Regions from separate parts of the Mus musculus genome. Here region 2 is linked to region 1. A link is a contact called in public HiChIP or PLAC-seq data. All regions are on one chromosome and are shown on one strand. The core of a region is the stretch at or near the end of the contact, and the rest is flanking DNA. Distances in the headings are between cores, read along the strand shown.

What was found. HiChIP or PLAC-seq counts read pairs in DNA pulled down with a chosen protein or histone mark.
Region 2: an H3K27ac HiChIP or PLAC-seq map of the NIH/3T3 cell line shows a contact between it and region 1, with 10 times the contacts expected there. The contact joins two enhancer-like sites. A contact is called at or near these places in 1 of 115 datasets of contacts at active chromatin or transcription factors (the NIH/3T3 cell line) and 1 of 9 other capture datasets (embryonic stem cells).

What each region holds. Positions count from the first base shown.
Region 1 is chr7:73,068,018-73,070,849 of GRCm38.p6, reverse strand. No RefSeq gene overlaps it. Among named protein-coding and RNA genes, the nearest start is that of Gm6567, 33 kb to the left of the region's middle. Within about 2 kb of position 1,344, at least 9 of the 459 cell types and tissues checked have an H3K27ac peak or open chromatin away from gene starts, as enhancers often do. A contact at or near this core is called in the NIH/3T3 cell line, where this site is marked.
Region 2 is chr7:72,588,183-72,591,014 of GRCm38.p6, reverse strand. No RefSeq gene overlaps it. Among named protein-coding and RNA genes, the nearest start is that of Gm36865, 240 kb to the left of the region's middle. Within about 2 kb of position 1,409, at least 49 of the 459 cell types and tissues checked have an H3K27ac peak or open chromatin away from gene starts, as enhancers often do. A contact at or near this core is called in the NIH/3T3 cell line, where this site is marked.

The sequences.
Region 1 (2,832 bases), core at 95-2,594:
AGAGGGAAGGAGAAAGGCAGAGGCATGGGGTGGGCAGCATGAAGCAGCAGAAGGTCTTATTCTCCAGGAACAATACCATAGAGTTTTGCCTTCCATCATCCCTCACCCATGGAGATGAAGATCCTCTTCCCATCCTGTTTCCAGGAGAAATGCCTGCCTGAGAAAAGGCTAATATAAAACACATAAAGAAGAAGTTGTTCTCCTGGGCTGAAAGACTTTCTTTTTGGTGTATGTGGTATGTGGTCCTTCCCTTTTGTACCAATAGCTGCTACCATGTGGCTTGTGGATGCTAGGAGAGGCTGTTATACCCTGGCCTTGGGTCTGAAACTCTCTTCTTAAACAGATCAGGAGCCATCAGGCCAGGCAAAGCTAATGCTAAGTTGCTGCTGTGCATTCTGGGCTAGACTTACGTCCATCTTGTTACCTTATTTGGTTAGAGTTTTGTTTTTGTACTGAGGCCAAAAAGCTAAGCCAGAGATGACTACTTATTATTTTATTTCCTTTGTGTGTGTGTGTGTGTGTGTGTGTATTGTGTTGTGTTATGTATACATATGCATGTGGGTATGTTTGTTTGTGCATACATGTATAGAGGCAAGAAGCCAATTTCTAGTATATTCCTTCTATCACTTTATTTGCAACGGGGTATCCCACTAGCCTGGGGCTCACTGATTTGGATAGACTACCCTGAGGGAACCCCTGAGGGAACCCCTGAGATCTGTTTGTCTTTGCCCATGTTGACTGTTGGGGTAGCAGGCCCCTGTTGCTATAACCCAATTTTTTTTATGTGGGTGCCTGAGATCCGGACTTGGATCTTCATACTTTACGGTAAGCACTTTGCCCATTGAGCCATTTCCCCAGTGCCCCTTTATCATTCTCTTACATGCGATAGTGTACCGACCATTCATTCTTCCATCAGTTGCATGAAGGTTCTTTGTGCTATAACTTATTCTCTGATGATTGCTTCTGCTCCCTACAGGGAAATGCCCCCTTCTGACCACAATGTTACTATTACCAAGAAAATAGGTTTATTTCCCCTCAATAGAACATTCCCTCCAGGCTTAGTGTTGATTAATCACTTGGTAGGCATTATTGTATTGACTGTGCAATAACCCTACTGCACAGTTCTTGTTTGGATTCTCCCTTTTCACAGATAAGGAGAATGGGGTCAAGGGAGGGTTAACATAAGGAAACCAACCCAGCCAAGGCATAAGATGACTAAGTCTCCCGACTCGAAGCCTCTTGACCTCACTTTAAGGTGTCATTGAGCTGGTATGTGCTACCTGTCAGCACTCAAGATAACTGAAGACCATGTTTTCTTCACTCTCATCTTTCTGAAGAGGTTCTGCAGTCCACTAACTAGTGCCGGGACAAAACAGTCTGAGCAGCTCCCAAAGGCAGGCTGAGTGAGGCAGCAGGAAAAGAAAGCATCCTCTAGACTTAGCGTCATATCCATCACATTCTTTTGCTATGGAAAAACACCATGACCAAGGGAAGTGATGGAGAAAAGAGTGTGCTTTGGATTACAGTCCCAGAAGGTTAGCAGTCCACCATGGTGGGTGAGGCATTGTAGCAAGCTGTAGCCATGACGCACAGAAGCAGGAAGCAGAGAGATTGCTTTAATCACAAAATAGGAAGGATAAACTGGAAGTGGGATTAGGGTATGAATGCTCGCTTGTGTCCCCGTCCTGCTGCTGTGGCGTTTTTCCTCCAGCAAGGCTGGACCTCATAAAGATTCTCCAACTCCTCCCAAACAGTGACACCAGTTGGGGACCAATTAGTTATATATTCAACTCATTGAAAACAGCCTCCTTGAAATCCTCTACAATTGGTGAAAGTTGTGTCAACAGCCATAAGTCTGGGCTGTTTGGCTCTGAAGGATTTTCCCAAGGGAAGGCATATCAAGTCTAAAATCATGGCATAATGACAGAGAAATGTACCTTTAAGATACTAGGTAGGGTGTGTGCAGTCAGTTCAGGAGGGACCCCATTTGCCAGAGTATTGGAATTTTGACTTTCATAAATGTTCTGTGGGCACTTTAGACAGGGAAGTGTCTAAAACCCAATACATTCCCTAGGGGCTAATGAGGTGACTCAGTCAATGAAGATATTGCCTCACACATAGGGAAGATCTGAGTTCTAGCCTCAGATGCCATGTTAAAAAAATGCCAGCTATGCTGGTGTGTGTTGATAACCCCAGCACCAGGGAGTCTCAACAGCAGGGAAAGGAAGGATCCCTGGGCTTTGTTGACTGGCCAGGCTGGCCAAATCTGTGAGTCCCGGGCCAATGGAGATAGTGTTTCAACATGCAAAATGGATGTCAGTAGGCAATGACACTTAAGGTTGGCATCTGTCCTCCACACACACATGCATACACACGCATATATACCTTTACACACACACACACACACACACACACACACACACACCACACTCATATTTTCTCCTTCTGCAATAGGCCCATTCATTTCCAGACACATCTGTGAGAAGCTCACATCTCCAGGCTTGATCTGTTTCTAGGTAGGCTTCTTCCTTTGGTGTTTGAATCAGCCTTTTCTTCCAATGGTAGTGGAGGTCCCCTGGCCACTCCCAGACCCACTTTGCTGTGCTGTGCTGTGCTATCAAACAAGAACCTGCATAAAACAACAGCAGGCTACCTCCTGCTTCCAGGTCTGAGAAACACAGCTGGCTTTTGAGGATATGATTTACTTTGGTGTATTTCACATTTCTCCCCCCCTCCCGCCCCCAATGAGGCTTTTTCCTCCCTGAACAATTGTCATACTTTGCTTTCTATTGCTATGATGACTATTATGACCAAAAGCAGCTTGGGGTGGAA
Region 2 (2,832 bases), core at 160-2,659, 480 kb after region 1:
CCTTTCTAGACTGGAGCAAGAGGAATTCATATCATCCATGACTGCCAGGCTGCTGTGAGCAAGCTCAATGAGTCAAATGAGTCATCTGCCCACTTACTTTCTACTCAGAGTAACAGGCGAAGTGTGACAGAAACTGAGATGTTAAATTTATAGTTTTAGAAACCAGGCATCCAAGGGACTGGATGTCTCAGCTGAGCTAAAGGTCCCGTGAATGAAAAAAGTTGGCAACCATAATCAATATTTTCTTTCTAATGAGAAGACTTTTGCTTTCTTTCCTGTCAAGATGTCCTCTTCTTGGAAAAAAAAAAGATAATTCCTAGTGACAGATTACACTTCTGAGTGTGAAGTGCCTCAGGCAAAGGGCACAGTTCCCTAAACGGATACATCAGATATGAAAGAGGCACAGGCAAGAGGCTGGGATGAAAAGGGGATGGTGGTGCTATCTTGGGATGAGTCACCACTGTCACACTGCAGGGGAGGAGAGGGTCCTTTATCTGAGGACCAGGAAGTATGACTGATACATATTCATCTGCATCCCTGAAAGAATGCTCACCACCCAAATCTTCTCAAAAATAGATCCTGACATTTAGGGCTTATGTCCTGTGAGATTTCTAGTTTGGATCAAACCAAACAGAGAGAAAGTTAATTACTGAGTTCTGAGGGTAGAAGAGGCTCCAGGGCAGCTGAGTGTTAATGGCTTTATTTATACACAATGGATGTACAAGGAACAACACATATTGAATGTACTCTGAGTTTGGATGTATTATTGAACATAGAAGACACTTCTCAAGGTTTTCTTGTGCCCTTTGTATTTCGTGTGCTTTGGATCTGCATGTGCTAAGAACCCTTAACAGGGCATCTACCTATTTAACAAAGGGTATGACTGTTGTTATTGTATATATACAGTCCACTTAGAGAACTATGTATACCACATTGTGATTATATAGTGAGCATTTTATTATTATTACTATAATTACATAATTATTATTATATTAATTATTATACAGGTAAATAAACTCAGGGGAAATTAAAAGATTAAAAAAGTGTTAAAAGATATTACACAATTATAATTTTAAAAATCTGCATTAAAGTGGACATACATAAAATAATGAAATGAGCTCTTAATATGACATGTATAAATAATAAACTACATTTCTTCATTGGATTAAAGTAACTTTTACAGTAGTCATTTCAGGAGATAGTTTATAAGATGTTTTTCATAAATGTTACTTTGGATTTTTATTCCATGCCTGCAGTACCTCTACATTCAGCCCAAACCATCTACACGATATAAAATGGCTTCCCATGTGAAGAGAAATGCATTTTGACTTGACTCACCTCAAGTCCAGCTGTGATGCTTCTGCCGTCTAGGACCCTTGCCATATTTGGGCATGATGAACTGCTAAGTCTGGCCTCAGACATGCCCAGCCAAAACTGCTGGACTTGGCCAGCGTAGGGCCTGGGAGTGGGCTTTGGTGCTGAGAATGCAGTGGCTGGTGATGTTGGGCAATCATGGAGTCATAGCAGCAGAGAAATCAGAATCCATATCCAAGCTCAACTCCTTGATTAGCTTCTATTTAAATAAAAATTTACTGAGTTTTTCAGCTGTCTTGGCAACATCAGATTCCAGCCTGGAGAGGAAGTATGTGAGTCAGAGGTGGGAAGAGGCAGCTGGCCTGGTACTGTTCCAATCGTCCTCCTCCTCTGAGGACCATGTCTCCTGGAGCTTTGTGCTGCATTTACAAATAGCCTGCAGGGAGCCTGAGCATTGTGTAGTTATACTCCATCAAAGCTGTCCTGGAGGCCATTTCTGAGTGTGTTTCAATGCATGATAGCCATCAGCATTAGCCCTGTCCTCTTGAGCATCATAAATGAGTGATCCTCAAGAAACCATCCCACGGAATGGAACAAAACAGGGCATTGAGAAACGAAAAGAAGGATGTGTCTCTACATGGATTCTAAGTCTGTGCCCCCTGCAGATAATCTCATAAGACCATTTAGACAAACAGGGAACGTTTGCTCCCATGCACCACTTTTAAAAGAAGCAACAGTTAAACCTAGGTCTGAATGACCATCCTGCTTCACAATCCAAAAGTGCCTTCATGTTCTCCCAGCTTCTTCATCTCCTTCCTTTTATGCTCTTTCCCTGTATTTTAGTGGCATAGAAGTAGTTAGAGGCATGAATCTGAGGTATAGACTCAGTTACTCAGTCTCTCTCCTCTACAGAGAAAAAAAATATGATGAATAATATATATTATATATTAGATATAATTTACATAATGTTGTATTGTTTATTATATATTATTTTATTTTGTTATATATTATATTATAATTATTATAATTATCCTTTAATTATAATTATCATGTATGATTATATGTGTATATATGCATGTATATGAAATGTTTATAATATAATATACAATAATACATATTATTATTTGTTATATAATATGATATAACATATTGTAATGGTAATGTATAATAACATATATATGATATATTAGTTCTTCCTTTATAATCAAAAAGTGTTTGTTTTAGAGGGTAGAATGAGCAGGGCTTAAACTTTTTTTTCTTTTCTTTTCTTGTTGCTGATTCCTGGAAAACAGGATGGAAAATATAATCATTTTGGTGGTGTGTCTGAGAAAGACCTTGAAAGAAAGCTCTCCAGATGGCAGTTCTCCATCATAAGATACAAAATGAGATGCCAAGGATGACCAATGGGTAGGTTGAAGAAGGCTCTGTCTCTGTAATAACAAAGATATCTTAGAGAAAGCAATCCAGAGTCTTACTCAGCCAGGCTCTACCTTAAGACTTGGAGTTGCCTGTTGGAAA